2 separate regions of the Mus musculus genome follow, and region 2 is linked to region 1. Evidence: chromatin contacts called from public HiChIP or PLAC-seq data. All regions are on one chromosome and are shown on one strand. The core of a region is the stretch at or near the end of the contact, and the rest is flanking DNA. Distances in the headings are between cores, read along the strand shown. Region 1 holds the start of Psma1 (proteasome subunit alpha 1). Region 2 overlaps 4933406I18Rik (RIKEN cDNA 4933406I18 gene).

Evidence for each region. HiChIP or PLAC-seq counts read pairs in DNA pulled down with a chosen protein or histone mark.
Region 2: an H3K4me3 HiChIP or PLAC-seq map of microglia shows a contact between it and region 1, with 4 times the contacts expected there. The contact joins the enhancer-like site here to the promoter of Psma1 in region 1. A contact is called at or near these places in 9 of 39 promoter capture datasets (3T3-L1-derived adipocytes, the C10 cell line, the HPC-7 cell line and 4 more), 1 of 15 datasets of contacts at CTCF or cohesin (large pre-B cells), 13 of 484 Hi-C or Micro-C datasets (the AML12 cell line, B cells, LSK cells and 6 more), 6 of 115 datasets of contacts at active chromatin or transcription factors (CD8 T cells, the HPC-7 cell line, the SCID.adh cell line and 2 more) and 2 of 9 other capture datasets (adipose tissue and liver).

Annotation. Positions count from the first base shown.
Region 1 is chr7:114,273,819-114,278,010 of GRCm38.p6, reverse strand. It overlaps Psma1 (proteasome subunit alpha 1), which reads left to right and starts at 1,895. Exons shown (of 10, transcript NM_011965.2): 1 at 1,895-2,010; 2 at 3,551-3,595; 3 at 3,884-3,985; 4 at 4,096-4,192. The coding sequence starts at 2,008.
Region 2 is chr7:114,354,527-114,358,718 of GRCm38.p6, reverse strand. The region is part of intron 1 of 4933406I18Rik (RIKEN cDNA 4933406I18 gene); the gene reads left to right. Among named protein-coding and RNA genes, the nearest start is that of 4933406I18Rik, 59 kb to the left of the region's middle. Within about 2 kb of position 2,043, at least 91 of the 459 cell types and tissues checked have an H3K27ac peak or open chromatin away from gene starts, as enhancers often do. A contact at or near this core is called in B cells, CD8 T cells, the HPC-7 cell line and 8 more, where this site is marked.

The sequences.
Region 1 (4,192 bases), core at 646-3,145:
TTTAATAACAGCAAAAACCTGCTAAGATCTCACCGATACTAGATTATTATATTTCCACATGATAGACTTCCATGCAACTACTAAAATTAATATAGGTCATTACCTACAGGCATGGTAAATTGGCTAAAACTTTTTAAGTGTATTAGTAAGAGACAGTTTAGTATAATCTTATCTTAAAACATGTATTTGTGTGAGGCACATGACTATAGAAAAGAATTGTGAAGATTTTTATAACATCTTCTAAAAGAAATCTCAAAAGTAGATGGGCTAATTTGGGTGCTTTAAACTATTTTATGTCTATGAGTATTTTCTCTGTATAGAAGTACAACATGTATCAAAAGATGGCCTAGTCGGCCATCACTGGAAAGAGAGGCCCATTGGACACGCAAACTTTATATGCCCCAGTACAGGGGAACGCCAGGGCCAAAAAGTGGGAGTGGGTGAGTAGGGGAGTGGGGGGGGGGGGGAGGGTATGGGGGCCTTTTGGGATAGCATTGGAAATGTAAATGAGGAAAATACCTAATAAAAAATATTTAAAAAAAAAAAAAGAAGTACAACATGTATGCACAAGCGTCACGGTAGCCGGAAGAGGTCCGATTCCCTAGAGTTGCAGAAGGTTGTAGACAGCACTCTGCAGTTCCACAACCATTTTTAAATGAGCATTTAATTTTCCCATTCATTCCAAATCCATTGTTCATTCAGCAATACAAATTATGTACCTAATATGTGCTAGGCACCGTGCTGGTGCTGCGAAAACAAAACAGCACTATCTATCAATTTAAAGTCAGAAATTTTTAAAAATAACAAGAGCCAGTGTTGGTGAATTTAAAGAACAAAGCAATCTAATTAACTGTTGAGAGCATATAAACGAGGGAGGGAGGGTGCAAACCCAGAGAGAGATGAGAAAAAGAAAAGCAAAAAGCATGATGGTTCAGAGGATTGCTATATTAGCTGCCAAGCTGTGAACCTGAGTTCAATCCCAGAATCCACGTGGCGCAAGGAGAGAACCACCAACTTCAAGTTGTCTTCAGACTCCCAAAAAAGGGTATGCAGGGACACAGACACACACACAAAACAAATGTAAAAACAAAAAATGTACATATATATACAGACATGAAAATATTTAGAATGTGATACTAATTACTGTGAACATAGACATTTAAATGATGTGTTACTCCGCCATCAAAGTTCAGATCCTTAAAGATCCTTACCTGACTCTGGGTACACGTTATTCAACAGAATTAGCAGTCTTGATTTCATTTGGGGATTAAACCAAAACATACTCTTTTAAAACTCGTAAGAAAACTCGCACCTTCCCCCTAGTGGCCTAATCTACCAGATACGGTATTTGGTTGTGGACAGCAGAAGATCAAGTGCCAGGACAGAAACCAGGTCCTACAATAGCAACTAATGATCATAAGTATCACGATCATGCGAGACCATGGAGCCTTTAAGGATGGGCTCTCCAAGTACTCAAGCATCTCAGGCCAGGAATATGAACACACACACACACACACACACACACACACACACTTGTTTTTTTTTTTTTTTTTTCTGCAGCCTCTTTCAGACACGCTGTTTCCCAAACCTCTCTGTGCACTGTGACAGATCTATGAGGGACCACCGCACCATCCCGAGCTAGGTGGCGACGTTCAACTGAGAGGACCGAGAGTTGGCGGGAATCTGCAATCCACTTGGGGATTAAAAAAAAAAAAAGCAAGGAAACTCTGGGCGTGACGTGAAGCCACGCCCCCCGCTTTCTCTGCGCATTGGCTTTCCCACCCCGGAGCTTCCTGCCAATCCCACGTTCTCAGCTTTCGCAGGCCCCGCCCACTTAAGGCTGGAGGGCGGGGCAGCGTTAGACGCCGATCCGTGGCTCTGGGATAGATTGCACTTCCTGCGTCGCCGCCGTCAAGACTCCGCAGGCTTCTTTGACGATCACCGAACCGTAGTTGGGGCCGTGTTCCTGTGTCCGCTGCTGGGTCAGGTTGTCGCTGCGCCGGAGCTATGGTGTGTTGAGCCCCGAGTCCTCGAAGGGTTTGGGGCTGAGGTACACTGACGTGGTCGGGGATCGGCCTCTGTTCCCTGGGGCGTGGGGCGGTGGGAGAGGGAGCTTACCTCACGGACAGTCTCCTACAGTGATTCAGCATCTGCGGCCTGGCCGGCGGGAAACGATCAGTAACCTGGGCGGCCTTTCGCTCAGCTTCTCCACCTTACGTGGGGTCCAGGCGCTCTCCCTCGCCCAGCCAGAGGCCCTCCCCTCTCAATTTACTTAGGTGGCCGATTTCAAGATGCCCTATGGTCCTTTGTCATCTGCATAGGAGGAAGGCTATAGGAATGGAGGGGTGCACCTGGCATCGCCTGCGCAGACCTGAGCCTGCAGTCAGGTCTTTAGACCAAATTCATCTTCCTTGTGGGTCTGTCTTAATCTGTCTCATTAGAATGCCGTCGGGAAAGACTCCATACAGTCACTTTGTTCTAAAAGGGGAAGTAATGGATTCAGGTTTACAGCACAGGGCCCTGAGCTGCTTCTGTGGAGTCTGCCATGCGAACTCTTGCCTTTTTTGCCATTATGAGTATTCTCCTAAGAGCCGATACACTTGCTTTAGTAATGACATTATGGCTGTAGTGGGTCTGCCACGGTAGCAATTTGTGCCCACCTCTTTACTGAGGATTTGTGTATATGTTAATTCATCCAGTGACAGGGTGCAGGTAGAGAGCTCAAAGTTAAACCAAACATAACTTTATTCATACTATAAAGATAAAAAAGGTATGTTGGAAGGTGTTATGGTACACGAGTTTAATCCCAGCACTTAGGAAGCAGAGAGGCAGAATTCTGTGAGTTTGAGGCAAGCCTAAGTCAAAGTTCCAGGACATCCATAGTGTAGAGACCGACACCAAAAAAAAAAAAAAAAAAAAAAAAAAGGAAGGAAGAAAAGAAGAAAAAAATATGTATAGTTGGTCATGATAGCAGACACCTGTAATCTGAGCACTTGGTAGGTTGAGACAGGACTTCAAGATCATTTTCCCAGGTATATAGGAAAAAGCCAGACTGGGCTTCATGAAACCTGTATCTCAAAGCTCTGCTGGAATATTGTGCTGAGAATTTTCAGAGAAAAGAAGAAACCTTCAAGCTCTGTTGGAATATTGTGCTGAGAATTTTCGGAGAAAAGAAGAAACCTTCAAAGATAGACATTTGAGTCAATGTACAGAAAAGGCCTTTGCCAGATTATTAGAGCCCTGTGTAGAGAACAGTATGAGCAAAGTGGAGGGAAAGTTGGTGTGTGCATTCTTTAGCACTTGACTACCCAAGGGGAGTGCTGTGGAGAATGGCAGGATATAGAGTTAGGGAGAACCTAGTCCATTCATCCCAACAGCTCCAGCATGGTTAAGGGACCTTGTTAAGGTAGAATTGCATTGCAAACTGAGTGCTGTAATAATGTCTCAAGAAAGCTGCACTAGGAGAGAGGCTGTAACAATTGAAACACATGTCTTAATGTTAAAATTTGAACTTTGTAATGTTCTCATTTAATCTTTCTTCCACTTTCAGTTTCGAAACCAGTATGACAATGATGTCACTGTTTGGAGCCCTCAGGTAAAAAATGTTTTATGCCATATCAATGAAGTGACTTTTCATGGCTGAAGTAGGTTCAGGGACCTATGAGATTGTAAACTGGGCTTGGTGGTACACATCTTAATCTTCATTGGTCTGCCGTTGGCTGAAGCCATAGGATCATGGAGTCAGTGGGCAATTTGAGCAGCTTAGTAGAACTCCTTAAAAGAAAAGGAAACAAAGCTTGTGAGATTATAGGCTGTGACCTTCAAGTTAGAATTAAAATTCGTTTATTGGTTTTAAAACGTGAAAAAAAATGTTTGTCTTTAGGGCAGGATTCATCAAATTGAATATGCAATGGAAGCTGTTAAGCAAGGTTCAGCAACAGTTGGTCTAAAATCAAAAACGCACGCAGTGCTGGTTGCACTGAAGGTGAGTGAAATATAACCCTGTCTTCTTCCTCAGGAACAGAACTATCAAATGTAGATTCCACTGATAAACAGTGAACCTCTGAACTAAAATACCATATTGTGTCTATTTAGAGAGCACAGTCAGAGCTTGCCGCTCACCAGAAGAAAATTCTCCATGTTGACAACCATATTGGTATCTCAATTGCGGGTCTAACTGCTGATGCCAGAC
Region 2 (4,192 bases), core at 794-3,293, 81 kb before region 1:
TAATTCCTGCTAATCCATGGGTTAAAGGCATAGGAATATGGTCTCACAGGTTGGCTTCTTTTGTGTAGTCCACAGCATAATTGTTCTGAAATTTTAGACACCTGGTTCTGATAATCTGAAACTAACAGGAACTCTGCTATTAGTCATGCATGATGAGACACAATAGAACCTATTGATTTTTTTTACTCCTAACTTTATCCATTACCATTGTGTGATTTAATATATCTACAAAGAGGTGTGTGGTGCTGGGGTGTGACTCAGTAGTAGAGTGCTTACTTAGCATTCACAGTCCCTGGGCTTGATCCCCAGTACAATACTCCTTTTGTTAAAATTCTTTCAATTTTTTGTTCAAAATAACCTTCAAAAAAACCATTGTTTTGTGTGGCTATGCATCTTGTGAAATGTGGTATGAATTACTAATGCACTGCACAATACTTTGCTAAAAAACATTGACTCCTCACTTAGGCCACAGGTAACTAAAAACAGAATCAAAGTCAGACATCCATGTCTTTATTTTGTGTCTACTTTGGCTGAAGGCAGAGGTAAGCAATTGTCCTAAACTTGAAGTCACCTGGGATTCCAGAAAGAACAAATCTTCGGAAGATAGACCCGTGCCCAGGTAGGGCCAGTAAGGAATGATGGTAATGCTGTACTCTGGAGCAGAAATGATCATTTGGGAGGAGCCAGATTGATCTCTTCAAGTGATGACAGCCATGAGGACTTTTATCAGACCCCCTTGTAGTACAAGAATCAAGTCAGGAATCAAACAGACCATACCTTGCCCTCTATTAAAACTAACTTTAATAACAATGCCTCAAAACATATTTGAGGCCACTGCTTTCCACCATTGCTCATCTCTTTAACTGGGATGTTGGAGTGGGTGGCCAAACTTACACTACTGGGCCCCAGAACCCCAGCTTTTGCCCTAAAAATTATAGTTACATGCATGGCCATGATTCTTTCCCACCTCCAATTTGACGGTTTCTTTGCCTTCCACAGACATCAATTTTACACTTTTTAATATTTGTCCACATACCCTCCCAACTCACCTAACAAATAAAAAGATTTCTTCTTAGTTTTTCTCTGAGACTGGATATCTCAAGTTTAATCTTGGTAAGTTCCAGGCACTGAACTCACTGATCTTGAGCTCTGAGTAAACTGAGCCTACATATTAAAACACTAGAAAACAGGTAGATGCTGTTGTGATGAAAATGCCTGTGAAAGTTTAGACTCTTATGGGCTTTTTATAAAACATGTATTTTATTTGTGCCTCTCCCTTGGAGAATACAGTCTGTGTGCTGTCATCTGTGAGTTCTTCTTAGAAAATATTAGTTGCCAAAATAATAAGCTATTCCATACTAATTTTGGATTTCTAATTTTTGTAGTATCCAATTACTCTATAAGAAACATAAACATCTATATAGTAAATAAAACTTCCAACAACTTATGCTTTAGTATAAATACTCTATACAAATATGTAATGCTATACACAAACAGTTGGCATACAATTTCTTTGGATTCTTCATCCCTGCTCTCAACAACTAAGATCAAAATTATTTGAAAAGCAATTCACCTGTATTGAGCACATGTTTTCTTTATATAGCACTTCCCTTGTATTAAATATAAGTAACCTAGCATTATTTAAAAGTATGTAGGATGATATACATAATTTGTATGAAATATTGCCATATTTTGTATGGCATCTGAACATCTGCAGATTTTGGTACACAAGGAAGGTCCTGGATTCTAATCCTCTGTGGACACCAAGAGACAGCTATAAATATGTATATAGTGTGTTATAGCTGTTTGTATATATGTTATCACAACTGAAGAAATATTTTTAAAGCTTTAAACTGGTTTATGAATAAATTATTCAATTTCAACATCTTAAACTACTAGTGACAATGCAGACTATTTGAATTCTGTGTATTTGTGTTATTTCAAACAGATGGTCAGCAAAAACTGAAACGAATGCTTTAGTTGTTTGCCTATGACACAACTGGGTGAAAAGCAGAAGTACACAGAAGTTTCATAATGAAACTTTAAACCACATCAGACTTGTCTACTGTCAGGCTTTGTTACATTCCCTCTAACTCAACCCAGACTCCCTGAGGTTGGCCAATAAGGCAAAGTTTGAGTCAAAACCACACCCTTCCTTTGAGCTTTAAGGATGCACTTAGAATTCTAGAGAAATGCAAAGCGCTGGAAGAAGCTGAGAAGGAGGAGGGTAACTTTATAAGAAGACCAGCAGTCTCAACTAACCTGGACCCCCAGATTGCTTGGACACTGAGCCACCAACCAGCCAGAATGCACCAGCTGATATGAGGCCCCAACACATATACAGCAGAGGGCTACTGGGTCTTGACTCAGTAAAAGAAGATACACCTCAAGAGACTTGAGGGCCCCAGGGAGTGGAGGACTGGTGGGGTGGGGGTAGGGAGGTGGGGACATCCTCTTGGAAACAGAAGGGAATGGGATGTGGAACAGTCAGAGGGTAAATGGGGAAGGGGATAAAGATTGGACTGTAAAAAAAAATTAAAGAATAAAAAAAGAATGTCAGGTCTTTTTTTCCTCCTAGTGTGGAAAGCCTATTATACTCAGTGTTTATTCACATTCCAAATTTAACAAAAATACAATAGGTAAACAAAGGTTAGGGAATCTGAAAGTTCAACTCGCTCAAAGCACTGATGTTTAAGACTTCCTAAGAGAGGGCAAAGTTAGAAAAAAGGTATGTCAGAGAAAGAAAAAGGAAAGGACAAAAAGAAGAAAGGAATGAACCAATAATAAATGTACTAAAGCCTAAAATTAAGAACAATATAATTACTAGTCCTGAAATTTAAAAAACATTCACATTAGACTTTTTTTTCATCTTAGGCAGATTGTATTTCTAAATAGTCACCAAAAAGACGATTTAAAGCATAGTTTTATTCCCAAGAACCTGAGAGGGAGGCTAAAAATGGCTCAGTGGTTAAAGACACTTACTACTCTTGCAGAGAACCTGGGTTCAGTTCCCTAGCACTTACATCAGGTGATTCACAACCACCAGTAACTCCTCCAGGTAGTCAGTCCCAAAACCTTCCGGCCTCCGTCACAAGCACCTTCACACATTATGCACATGAATTAACACAGGTACATAAATACACACGTAAAAACAACAATCTTTTTATAAATATGAGAGAATAAAATGCAACGTTGCAGAATTTGATCAGCTAGGTGACTGCCATTTGTTCTCTTCTATGTTAGCACTACCTGTAAACTGGGATGTAATTTCCATCTCACATTCTCTGTCTTGCTATATATTAGTCACCATTTATTATCAACTTTATTTCAGGTGCCGTGATAAATATTTTGCATGATTTTGTAGAGGAACACTTATTCCTCAATCTTATTGTTTCCTTCCATGTGAAATGGCATAGCTTATAGTAACCACCTATGCATACTTCACTAAGACATTGACAGGGGTAAAGAGACTGATGAGTTTAGGGTAAGGAATGGGACCCATGACAAAAGGAAACATCATCAATGTTCCTTTATCCTACATTTCTTTTACATATTCCAGCCTCCAAAACATGTGTCCTGCCTGGGCTTCTCTCAGCAAGACCAAGAGCAAAGTGACAAAGGCTATGCCCAGCATGGCTAGGCAAAGATAAGTCAAATCCAGGGTAGGATATGGATCTACAAGCAAACTGTAGGAAGTCAAACAAAAGTGGAGGTGAGATTTTTTTTTTTTTTGCTTTTAGTAAGCAAAATCTATATAGTTCATATATGTGAGGATTAATCTCATTTGTTAATTTATTGATTAGAAAAATACCTAGATGAGGAGAGTACACCTCTGGCTATGTCCTTGAGTGTTTCTGGATAGGACGAACTAAGGGAATACTGAATATGAATGGCAGCATTCTTTCCCTCGGACCCACAACCAATGGAAGAGGAACAAGGAAGAAGTTTGCTATTATAGTCATATAATCTGTGCTTCCTGGTCACCATGATGTGCACTTTCTAATCTGACTCAGCCTACCATGTCAGAATGAGACTCCAAAACTGCCACAATAAATCATTTTTCCTTTAAGTTGTTTTGCTAAAGTATTTGCCACAACAAAAATTAACTAATATGTCTGGCCATAGACCCCATGTAGTAGTTATTTTTCTCCCCATAGGGACTAAGTAGCTTAAGGGAAGCTACTTAAAGGAG